Regions from separate parts of the Mus musculus genome. Here region 1 is linked to region 2. A link is a contact called in public Hi-C data. All regions are on one chromosome and are shown on one strand. Each heading gives the region's core, a stretch centred on a gene start, on an enhancer-like site or on the middle of the called end of the contact. The rest is flanking DNA. Distances are from core to core; before and after follow the strand shown. Region 1 overlaps Reep1 (receptor accessory protein 1). Region 2 overlaps Kdm3a (lysine (K)-specific demethylase 3A).

Region 1 (6,005 bases), core at 591-3,090, 210 kb after region 2:
TGTGTGCATGCATGTGTGTGTGTGTGTGTGTGTGTGTGAGAAACAGTGAGCCAAAGTAAGAAAGTGAAAGTGGGAAGTGAGAAGAAAGGAAGATAGGATCAGGAGAAAATTGTAAATGCATGCTGCCTGGTCATTCCTCACACCCTGAAGAGGGAAATACAGTTAACCAGCGTCCATGGTGCATTGGCACTCAGAGGCATGGCTATCCCAAGAGTGAGGCAGATTATACAAACAAGGGACTAGGGACTTGGCTGAGTGGTAGAGCATCTGCCCGGCATGTGCAATGGCCTGGATTTGATTTCCATCATTCAGAAAAGTAAAGATAAGACAGTAAATACCGGGGCTTGAGAGATGGTTAAGAGAGTGGTTAAGAGCACTGACTGCTCTTCCAAAGATCCTGAGTTCAAATCCCAGCAACCACATGGTGGCTCACAACCATCCGTAATGAGATCTGATGCCCTCTTTTGGTGCGTCTGAAGACAGCTACAGATTACTTGGATACGATAATAAATAAATCTTAAAAAAAAAAAAAAAAGATAGTAAATACCAACAGCACACTTGGCAGACACACAGGACCATCCTAACAATTGGGGTGTTTTTAGGCAGGGTTCTGTGTCTCTCTTTCTGTCTCCCAGCCACCCACACTGGCCTCCTGTGCTCCCAGCCTCTGCCCAGATCAGGCCAGGCTTCTACTCCTGCCTAGATATCTGTAATGATCGCCACTCCTGGGAGTCACAGAACTACTTCTTTTCAAACTACGCTTCTTGTTCAAGGTTGCAGTGGGAAGCATGCACAAAGCCCTGTTAAGAGTTTCAGTGCCGAGATGGGCCCTGATTTTTGTTTCTTTCTTCGTTTTATTTTGCTTTTGTGTCTGAGACAGGGTCTCCACACTGGAGCCGAGACTAGCCTGGAACTCACTTTGTGGCCCAGGCTAACCCAAAGAAAATTTCTGCCTCCGTTTCCCAGAGTTAGGGGTACTGGCATGCATGCCCACCTATGAGGTGGTTATCATTGTGGTTAGTGTGTGGTTTAGATGCTCAGCCTCAGGACATTCTGGTGGGCAGACTGAGGAATTATATACCCAAGGATCCTGCGGTGTCTCTGGGTTATCATAACAACTGGCAGGGGAAAACTCTTCATTTAAGGGAACAGCACACACCTGTTCAGAGGTCTAAACTCAGCTAGGATGAACTCATCCTGAAGATGTAGGTTTTTGAGGGGTGGAGCTAGCCAGGATGCTTCTGCATTTTTACTTTGGCCTGAGAGCCTTGGGTCCTAACTAGGTCTGGACCTTATTCTTCTTTCCAGACAGGAGGAATCTGTGTCTAGAGGGATGTCCTGGTTAGTGAGAGCCATGCTCCAGTGTGGAGCAGAGCTGAACTGTCTAAAATGACAACAGGCTTCCATTGAGATCACTAGATGATCCGGACCAGCTGAGTGCCCAGGCCTTCCTCAGACACTCAGAGGACAAGGGATGAGCAGCCACAGCCCCACAACTCAGGATGTTTTCTGCTGAGACACTGTGGCCCACAAGAGAACCAGGGCATATGGCAGGAGCTGCAGGGTATAGATTCTAGGCATTATCTGGGGCTCAGGCAACTTTGGAAGACCAGAGTGTTCAAGAAAGGTGGCATTACTGCTCTCAAGTTCAACAAGCTGATTTAGGCAGGGAAGGACAAGAAAGCAACTATACTCGGAGTAAACAGTCTGCGAGAGGCACAAAGTGAAGAAAGAAAGAAAAAAAAATCAAGGCAAATTTATGATGTCAGGCTGACAAGGCTCACACAGCCTGAGCAGATGGCTCTCCACCCACGGCTCAGCCCTATAAGGCCGGCTGACAGCAGCTATGGGCTCATGCTGCCCTCTGCTGGCTGCTATGGAGCACTGGAAACTGGAAACACGAAACACTCTTAGTTGCAGCTTTTAGTTAATTCCACAAGGACTACTGTTACACAGCAACTAGCCCGTTCTGCGCCTGAATAGGATTTTAGAAGCAGTAGCAGGGTGTCCCAACAAGAGCTCAGGAGTCTGTATGTAGACGTCAGAGTGGTGGAATCGGATGAGTTGTGGACCCTCTAGCTCTATCTTCTGTAACTCTGGATGAAGACAACATACCAAGAATAGAACTATGTTCTGGATGAAGATAACAGACCAAGAATAGAACCATGTGTCCGTGGATTCGAGATAAACTGGGTATAGCAGAAAGTAATTTGCATTCTGCCTAAGCTAGGACATTCTGGCTCAATGACATGGCTGCATTCAATGGGCCAACTTAATTCTGGAGCTTTGCCTATAGCTCATTCAAGTTTCACTGAAGTAAGAATCTTGCTGTCGCATGGGGGTGGGGTGGGAGATACATTCAGATTTTGCATCTTTATGAGGGTCCTCTTCTATCTAGCACCAGGTATTTTGAAATGAAAAATCTGCATCCATTAGGTCTCTAGGCCTACATTTTACATACTGTCTCTTCCAGGATGCCTGGTGCTGCATAGACAAGGGTACTGCACTGTCAGCATCTCCTGTGTGTACGAGTTAGAAAGCATCACCCCTCGGAGGCACAGTTCTTGTCTTCAGAGAAGGCTATTTCTGTTGTCCACTCTTCCATTGTCCAGTCACAGATCTAAGAACAGGGCATGGCAAGTCTCAGAGTTAAGGAAGTGTCTTCTATCCTCCTGGGAGCTGTTCAATGGCTTCTGAGTCTGCAGTTGATTCTGTACACTCTGCTAAGGCTTCCACTTATACCTTCACTTTCCTGAGTCCCCCCTAAAGACAGTACGGCTTCTTCAGATAGGGGGCCCTGGCTGTCCTAACAGGTTTGTTGTGCTGTGTACCTAATCACCCTTCCTGCCATCCTTGCTCCCTTCCACACTGACCCCTTCTCGCTGTCCTTTGTCTCCTTTGTTAGATGGACATTAAGTGGTTGAGGGAGATGTGAATGAGGGTGGTGTGAAGTCATGGGAGCCCCACCAGGTCCGAAACCCACTGGCGTTTTCTGACGAGGAGGAGGAGGACCTGTTGGAGTTCATGTACAAGTATAAGGCACCGAGGAGGAGCGAGTTGCCCCTGGAGGTACATAGTGTCTGGGGGTGTGGGCTAGAACATGTGTTTGCACTAGAGATCTGGGGGTCCTGAGAATGACATTACTTGTGATACCCAACACTTTCTGAGTGCTTAGGGGAAAGAACGACTTCCCTCCAAACAGGTAGGACAAACCACCAGTTACCTGCCAAGATCTGTGTGTGTATGTGTGCGTGCGTGCGTGCGTGCGTGCGTGCGTGCGTGTGTGTGTGTGTGTGTGCAGCTACCCCATGGAGTCCATACCCCATGGAGTCCAGGACAGTAAGTGCCTCACCAGGTGAGTTATTCCTCCAGCTCCAGTTCTTTAGTTATCAGGAAACAATATACTTAGCACTGTGGCCAATTATGGATATAGACAGGGCTTTGGCAGCAGAAGGACCATGCCTGTGACTCGTGTTCTGTGACAAAGGTGGAGAGTTACTAGTCACAGGCTCAGGGAAAAGCCACTCAATTCCTTTCTGGTTCTTTATCTACTAAACCTGATGGCCTGCGGGTCCATTGTGAAAAAGTCATGATTCCGGTCACACACAAAATTAGAGACCCTGGTGAGAATCAGACAGGATGCTCAGAAACATTCCCCTTCATAAGCCTAGGCTCCTAGCATCCCTGTTCTCTCTGAGATGGAAGCTACAACCACCTCAGATGGAGGAGTTCCTCACATTCCTGGACAAGATGGATCATTTCATATTCTCTCATATATTCTTGCCCCCCCCAACCCTTCTCCAGTGTTGGGATCAAGCCAGGGCCACCCACATATGCTAGACAGACATTCTACCACTGGGCTATGTCTCCAACCGGTCAGTGTGGATTAGTTCTGGGTACTGGGTGAGTCCTATCTGACCTCAGGATCTGGGAAACCTCATGATGGGGAGAGTTCTCTCTCAATCTCTAAATATGCCAGAGCCCAAGAGAGTCTTGTTTTGTTTGTTTGTTGTTTTGTTGTTGTTATTGTTTTTGAGACAGGGTTTCATTTTATAGCCCAATCTGGCCTCCACCTTTCTCTGTAGTAGAGGCTGGCCATGAACACCTAATGCTCCTGCCTCTACTTCCCGAATACTGGGATCACAAGTGTGCATCATGACACCTAGCTGTGGTTTTAAAGCTTTGCACACAGCTCCCCTGTTTACTGTAATGGCCAAGAGGCAGGTGCCTAAAAGGGGGGATTTTATTGCTGCAGTCTCAGGCAACATCTGTAGTGAGCAATGAGCATTCCCTACCAGTGAGGCAATGGCCTGGGGCATCTGGGGGAGCAGGGAGCTAGTCATCGGGAGATGGTGGGTGGAGAAGGGGGACAGGCCTCAGGAAGTTCAGTCTGATGGGCAGGGAAGGGAGATATCCCACAGCTGGGCTTGGGTACAAAGTCTGCTGTGGGGTGTATGCAAAGCACTATGAGGAAAAGAAGCTGGAGGTATGTATCTTGTGGATAGAGTACTTGTTTAGCAATGTATGAACCCTGGGGTCAACACTCCAGTATGGGAGGGAAACAGAGAAACACTCAGCCCTGTGTGGAGCACATCTGTAATGTCAACACTACACTTGGAAGGCTGAAGTAGGAGGATCACCCCAAGTTTGAGGCCAGCCTGGGATACAAAATGATCTCATGGCCACCCTGAGTTACTTAGAATAACCTTGTCTCAAATGAATGACCACCAACCAAACCACTATAAGAGACAACAGTGGCTGTGTGTGGTCAGGCAGAGGCCAGAGCCAAGGGGTCTCCTAGACTTTGAAGCTGGTGCTCAAGGGGACTAGAAATATACAAGAATAGGGCTTCCAGTCAGAGGGGACAGTGGTGTGAACCCCATTCGGTGACATGCTGGGAGGATGTCATTTCTTTCATTTCTATCGTGATGCCTCCTGTGGTTTGTGCCTCCTCTGAGAGAAAAGGTCTCTGCAATCATCTTCAGGGAGATGAGGTAGTGGTGGCCTTCCAGGTGTGGCTTGCTGGAGAGTAAAAGAGAACAGAGACTGGACGTTTGTGTGAAAGCACACGCCAGAAAAAAGTTCCCATAGGAACTATAAAACTCAGCCAAGGGCTGGAGCTGTCCCCTGAAGCAAGGAAGCCATGCCATTCTGTATGCCCTTCCTTCTCTTCAGCCTCAGGAAGGAGCAGTGGCCTTCCCGGGGGGCCTCAGCCTCACCTCACAGGGTGCAACGCTAGAATCTGATTCCTGTTGTAGGGAACCCAGCTCTACCCAACAACAGAGGGAGCTGGCTCAAGTACCCCTACCTGACGCTGTTCCCCAAGATTCCACCCTCAAGCCCCTCTCTCTGCTTTCTCTCTCAGGCACCGCCTAGAACCCTACGATCCCGCTTCAGGAAGAAAAGTACCTCATCCTCGGCCACTGAAACCACGTGAGATGAGCCAACAGCCCCGGATCCACACATGTCTGTCTCCTCTGCCTTAAAGAGCTAGTCACTAGTACCATGGAAGTCCGCAGGCTGGGTGTGCTTCGAGTGTGCAGCCCACGGACATGGCCTTTACTCGCTCCCCTCTTCTGCCTTTAAGACTCTTCTGTTCTTTCCTTTTTGTTCCTGCTGGGGAGAGGCTAAAGGGAAAAGGTGGTGGTGGAGGGTGACCTTTACGTCTTCTGGGGTTAGTGATTTTCCCCAATTGGATTGTCATTGTGGCCGCAGTGTTTTTAGATCTATAAGCACTCTTTCCATGATGCTGCTGAGATGTACATTTGTAATTTGTTTGTTGCATAGTTTTTAGTCCTGTAAATGCAAACGACGTGATCTTTTTTAAAAACCCTTTTGTTGTTCTTGGTACTAATACATTGGACTATGGTGTACATAGTTACAGCTTTTGGCTTAATGTAATGAACTCGCAAGGGCTGCCAGAAGTTCTGGTGAGAGAGCTGCAAAAACAAAAATGTAGACAAATATTTTAATTCTAGGCAATGTCTCCAACTTCCTTACAAAGG
Region 2 (6,105 bases), core at 296-2,795:
TCTCTTAGAACTTAAATTAATGCTCAACATGTAATTTGAGGGCCTCTGGCTCCTGGAGACCAGTATGCCATACCTACACCATCCTTCTCTGAAGAACTTACAATCAGTTTTGGCCAAGGATGAGTATACAGTGTTTTATCAGACTTGTAGTTTTCAAACCTGAAGCAATATGCATTAATTCACTGTTGATTTAGTTTAAATTGTGATGTTGCTGTATAGCTCGGGGTGGCCTTCAAACCCTCCTCAGACTCTGGATTAGTGAAGCTGGGATTGCAATGTGAGCTGCCACACACACATATTCACACCACTACTCGAAGTCTCTGAACAACAGCCCCATCTGATCCCAATGTTCAGTTCTTCCAATCCTGCTCAACCACAAGTAGCAAAAGCACTGCAGTACAAAGTCCTGTGTTCCAGAACACTGGCTGTGGCTAAGCCAGGGATAAGGACTTTCAGTGCCTAAGCAATGACCAGGGTGAGGCTTTCTCTGGCCTTGTAGCTTTATCACTCACGCGCATGGTAGGACTAGGTAGAAAGCTATCCCAACGGTGACATGGCCAGATAGGCTGACTCTCTAAGGTCACTACTGAATCATGAGCCATAGGCAGCAAATGCCTGGACCTGGTGCTATTTTTACCTGCAATTTATCTTCATGGTTGGTATGAGTCTGTGACAAGTAACGGAATTCCTGAGTAAGCCAGAAGCAGTGTTTAACATGCTCTGGAGACACAAAGTCTTCAGCCACTTTGATACAGCTGTATAAGTTATGAACCTGGAAGACATCAAGCCACGTCTGTAAGAAGTCCACAAGATCACAGCAGAAAGGCAATAAACAGGAATTAGTAACAGGTTCTGACCTGATGTGGCGCTCCTGCTGGGATAAACACCACATCCCCAAGAAACTGTACAATAGCCCAGCCTTGCACGCCGTACTCTTGATAGAGGCGCTTTCTCAGCGATCGGTCTAAATACCAGCTCTGATCGTGGATAGGGTCATGGTCTGCAGGGTTGTCTTGACCCTGCTCCTCTGATACCTACAATACAGTAAAAATAGCATGCAACTTAGCAAATGTCAAACCCAGTAAGAGTGTTTTCCCTTCCCAAAATACAAGTAGTCAATAAACATCAGGCCGTCTTCAAGTTATGCGTTCCCACTGGTAGAAATAGTGTTCAAGCTCACTAACAGAATGCAATCAAGAGAAACACAGAACCGTGCTTCCTGCTATCACTTCCTACAGTCTGTACTCTCTTGGACAATATTTAGGTCCTCCTCTTTTTAAATGTAAACAGATTCCTCATGAACCAACTTGTCTTGCATTTACTGTCTGACTTATGAAACAGTCCCAAAGATTTCTACATTCAGTGTCTGGAAAACCATACTACAAAAAAAAAGTGACATCATTAAGGGAATATGGTGACCAGAAGTCAAATAGTCTGATTTTTAGCAACTGGATATTAAAGAACCTACCTGGTGTCAGGACCACAAATGGGCTAGGAATGTTCCTATGACTCAGGTATGACTTCAGAGTATTAGTCACAAATCCCTGGTTTGTAATCAGCAGCCTCAACACTGAACAAGTTTCAGGAGAGACAGCTCTATCTTTCCAGAGCTGGGAACTTCCACATAACTTCTGCAACTACAGTGAAACTGAGTTCTCCCGGCTCCTGCTAGTCCTTTAAATGACAATCACTTAAGGTGAGTCTCTCACCAAATGAGAACAAAACCAATTGAGACTTTAGCAATTTATTCAGAACATGAGACCTTGGGGCCAAGGACTGATTCATGAACTAGTGAAATGCTCCTATTTTCAAGGCAGTATTAACAACAACAAAAGGTATAATATGATGATCAGGCAAACTCAAGGCAGCAAAAATCTCCAAGTGCATTAAAACTGAAAATAAACACAGAAGACGAGGCCGCCCCTTTTTTAGAATCCTTGTTTCTTAGCAACTACTGACAGCCCATCCAATTGATACGGATTTGCACTGTATGGGAATTTATAGTATTGCTATTCTTATGCTTCCCCCCACATGACACAAGATTAGCAACTCACCTTTTTAAGGAATTCTCTTATCTTCTCTGTGTCTTTAGCAGCATATATGTGCCAAAGGGCTCCTGGCTTCTCTTTTCCTTCAATAAATCTCTTGATTGTGAGTTCATCAGAATCTCCATCTTGGATGGTTCTAAGGACTTCTAGATAAGAGAAAAAGCAAGTGTGAACAGTGTATCCTGGCTTAGACAGTAAGCCCAGCTTCAATATTCAGATCCTACCTTCTTCTTGTTCACACTGTCCTTTGGGAATTCCCACATAAACCATGACATTGGCTGCATCAGATACATCTAAGTGAAGATTTGTGGTCCCATATTTCCGATCCTCTGGAGTGATCAATCCTTAAAAATGAATGAAAGAAAGAAAAAAACCTGAGTATACCAGGATGCTTAGAACTAAGAATACAAGAAATCAGAGTGGTAAAATGACCTGCAGGCAGGAGGGAACACTGCCCACTGCACCGAATTCTCTTCCGTGTTCATAGTGTGTCCACAGGAGGAGGCTCACCTTGCTCTGTGGCCACTCTTGACACCAGCACTCTCCCTCTTGTACTGGGTAGGAAACGAAGCACAGCAACCTCAGAAAGGGGGCTGTACTGTTTGGAGAAAGGTTTCACTTCTAGCTTGCTTGGTGGATGCTATTTGAGAGGGGCTAAAACTAAGGGATGGTAGTTTCCATTTGTGTCACCTAGGACCCTAAAACCTAGCTCTACTTTGCTTTGTTTCCAATGTGCTGAAATAACAGCCCTACAAATAGGTAAAGCCTTGGGCATTTGGTTCAAATAATGAAATTTGAGATGTGCTTTAAAATGGTAAAAGAACATATAAAGGGAAGACAATGGAATAGACAATCATAATAAAAGAGCTGACAGTGGTTTACACTGGATGGTGAGCATAAGAGCACCTGTACTAGACATAGCAGCTTTCAATGAATTTAAAAGGTATTTATCTGGTGGAAAAAAAAGTACAAAATGCAAGTACAAAAAGGAATTAACATGTCAAAACCAAGGTGAATGAAACAAGTTACATACGGCCACATGAAAGCGTATCTGAAAAGTCAGTCTACTTAAAACATAAAAGCAGACTATTAACAAAAAATACTTTAAATCTTTTTTTTTTTAGTGTTTTGGGTCTGTGTTGAGTGTATGTCACATGTGTACATATACTCGGGAGTCAGGGGTTATGAGACCCTCTAGAGCTGAAGTTATTAGCGTAAGAGCTGCTGATCAGGGTGCTGTGAACTGACCCAGGTTCTCTGGAAGAGCAGCAATACTCTTAATCACTGAACCACCTCTCCAGCCCCCAATGATGTATTGATAAAATCATAAATATAAGAGACTGGGAGTAAAGCTCCAAAGAAGAGTGCCCAAAGAGTAACTGGGACAGCAGGCTGTTGTGGCTGCACAACACTGTGAAATGGAGCGTTACAACAAAAGAAGGATAAACTGACTCTTAACACAGCCTACCCATACTGGCATGGGTTATTATGCTAAAACAACCAGACTCTAAACTCTTGAGGAAGCATCAACTCAGATAGAACCAAGATTATATACAACAACCCCCACCCCAAATCATAAGGAAAGCTTTTACAAGCACTGCCATATATTGGTGTCTAGGACACACAGCTCTACCTCTGGCTAAAATACTTAAACCAAGCCAGAAACTGATCTCAAAACCTTCTCAGATATTCATTTCTTCTATAGCATCATAACTTCTGCAAAACACACACACACACACACACACACACACACACAATAACATTAGTGGGAAACAATAGCAAAACTGACCTAGATATCCACCTAGACTGAAATGACCACACATTATGAAGTTCTATTAATTATAGGCGTAGAAAACAAAACTATAAAATTGTAACCTGCCTTAAAACTGCAATTATGAAAACACACACACATGTGACCAAGAAATAGAGAAATGTGCAAGAACGAAAGCAGTGTCCAGCCGCTTTCTATCTAATCATTTTTCCAAACATCTTGTTTTATTTCCACTATGTTTTATTTCCTTCTTACCATAAGCATTGTACATCTTGGGGCCCAGGTCTGGCCGTACAAAGTAGTTTGGCAGTCTGGAAGCCAGGTTCAGTTTGCCATCTCGCCTGGTGTACTCAGGCAGTGGAATGTTGGCCATCAGATCATCAAACCTAGAACAAGAAACCCAATAATTTGCAAAGCAAGCTTCCTTTCTACTTTAGTATACTAGGACATTTGTACCTTCTATACAAAAAAGACCAAATCTGAGACAGAGATGGCTAGCCTTGATATTTAGAACTACACAGGTATGCTCAAATGATCTGGAATGTTTCAGGTTATAGAGCTGAAAAGTATCTCATGAGAGGAACTAGACTCTGGGATGACACATTACTCTGGGTGTGTCTGATCCCAGGACTGTCTGAAAACCAGCCTGAGAGTCTTCAGGGTAGGGCACGTCCACATTAAATGTGCAGACCATTCCTACCTAGATCTAAAGTCACTATTTTCTCCATCTCATTAGAAATGTACCTATCTCCTAAAGGTGTGCATACAATATAAAAACATCAGAACCAGTAAAACCATGAAGCTGTCTTATACTTCCTTAAAAACTACTTTCCTGCTATCTGAGAAACTTGGCATTCCCCAAGTGAAGGATGGAGTTCGCTCAATCTGTATCTGAAAGCATACCTGGAAGGCATCATGTCTCTGAAGTCTTCTCCTGGCGGCCAGTCCTTAAGTTTCAACACCATTGGTTCTTTTTCTTTGTCGTTTTTCAAACGGTCTGGAGAGATTAACCAGAATAAAGGAATTGTTATTCATAATTCAGAAACAAAAAAGGATAAGTTAGTTAATATCTTAATATTGCAAATAAAGTATTTTATCTGAACCTTTTCTTGTTTTGTTTTGTTTTTCGGTTTTTTTGAGACAGGGTTTCTCTGTATAGCCCTGGCTGTCCTGGAACTCACTTTGTAGACCAGGCTGGCCTTGAACTCAGAAATCTGCCTGCCTCTCTGCCTTCCGCGTGCTGGGATTAAAGGCGTGCGCTACCACGCCTGGCTTATCTGAACCTTTTCAAAAATCAAAAAAATTCACTTGGCATACAAACACTACTTCACTATTTCTGCCAATTGCCAACTCTTATTTTTATGGCCACAAGAAATAAAGCTGTATCTTAGAGAAAGCAAAATAAAGACTGATCCTGTTTTTGAACACACAAAGCTTGTTGCTGGACTGACTTTGCCTTCCTCGTAGTTTTGTGAAAGTATCAGCAGTCACTCACTGCCCACTGCCAGTGTCACTCACTGCCATCTCCCCTCAGCAACAAAACTCTCAGGGGCTCAAACTCAATGAAATGGAAAGGACTTGTTTTGCTCTGATAGAGGTTGAGAGCACCTCCTATTCTGTACAGGGACTAAGAAGGACCATCTGTGTCCTCTTCCCTATACCCCCACCTTCTGAACTCTACAGATCCGGATTACTCAGAACTATTCTTAGAAGAAATATACCACTTCAAAAGCATAAACTTTGTACAAACAAAACAAAAAAAAAAAAAGAGTTCCTCTTGAAGTCCTGAATCTTTACGCTCCTGCTATTCTTGTGTCCACTTTACACAGCTTTAACCCCCTTGAGAAGTCTTTAATACATACTTGGAACATCTTCAAATCCATCCCAGAAGTCTCCGACTGTGGCTCCAGTGATGATTTCATTGGTCCTACAATTGACTAGGTCTACTTCCTGCTCACCAAACTCTTTTCTGAAGGACTCGGGTTTCCAGAGTTCAGTGTTTAATTTATGATGCACGCCCGACACCATCACTGGCTAAAGGAAGGAGGAGGAGATTAAGTCTGACCTCTACTAGCTCTTCCCCTCTTCAAGCAGCTGGCCCTCAGTCTCGGCTGGTGAAATGACAGCTAAGTTCTCTGAGCATCCACAGTGGCTATATCTTCATTATTCATCTGCTACACACTTTGCTCTCCGGCTTGATTATTAAGTTGCTAGAGAAGAGACCATTCTTCTGATGCCCGCTTAGGCACAGTATCAGGCTAGGAGTGTACGAACATGACATATAGG

The links. Hi-C and Micro-C count contacts between places; a contact is called where the count stands out from the background.
Region 1: a contact with region 2 is called in a Hi-C map of cortical neurons, with 1.8 times the contacts expected there. The contact joins two enhancer-like sites. A contact is called at or near these places in 4 of 15 datasets of contacts at CTCF or cohesin (embryonic stem cells, large pre-B cells and pro-B cells), 63 of 484 Hi-C or Micro-C datasets (the 3T3-L1 cell line, the AtT-20 cell line, the C10 cell line and 33 more), 14 of 115 datasets of contacts at active chromatin or transcription factors (Th17 cells, cardiomyocytes, embryonic stem cells and 6 more) and 4 of 9 other capture datasets (adipose tissue, embryonic stem cells, liver and 1 more).

What each region holds. Positions count from the first base shown.
Region 1 is chr6:71,802,426-71,808,430 of GRCm38.p6, forward strand. It overlaps Reep1 (receptor accessory protein 1), which reads left to right. Exons shown (of 7, transcript NM_178608.4): 7 at 5,366-6,005. The coding sequence ends at 5,376. Among named protein-coding and RNA genes, the nearest start is that of Mrpl35, 18 kb to the right of the region's middle. Within about 2 kb of position 1,841, at least 53 of the 459 cell types and tissues checked have an H3K27ac peak or open chromatin away from gene starts, as enhancers often do. A contact at or near this core is called in cortical neurons, where this site is marked.
Region 2 is chr6:71,589,801-71,595,905 of GRCm38.p6, forward strand. It overlaps Kdm3a (lysine (K)-specific demethylase 3A), which reads right to left. Exons shown (of 27, transcript NM_001038695.3): 20 at 5,682-5,853; 21 at 4,723-4,816; 22 at 4,075-4,205; 23 at 2,273-2,392; 24 at 2,055-2,194; 25 at 858-1,034; 26 at 638-772. Among named protein-coding and RNA genes, the nearest start is that of Kdm3a, 40 kb to the right of the region's middle. Within about 2 kb of position 1,546, at least 15 of the 459 cell types and tissues checked have an H3K27ac peak or open chromatin away from gene starts, as enhancers often do. A contact at or near this core is called in cortical neurons, where this site is marked.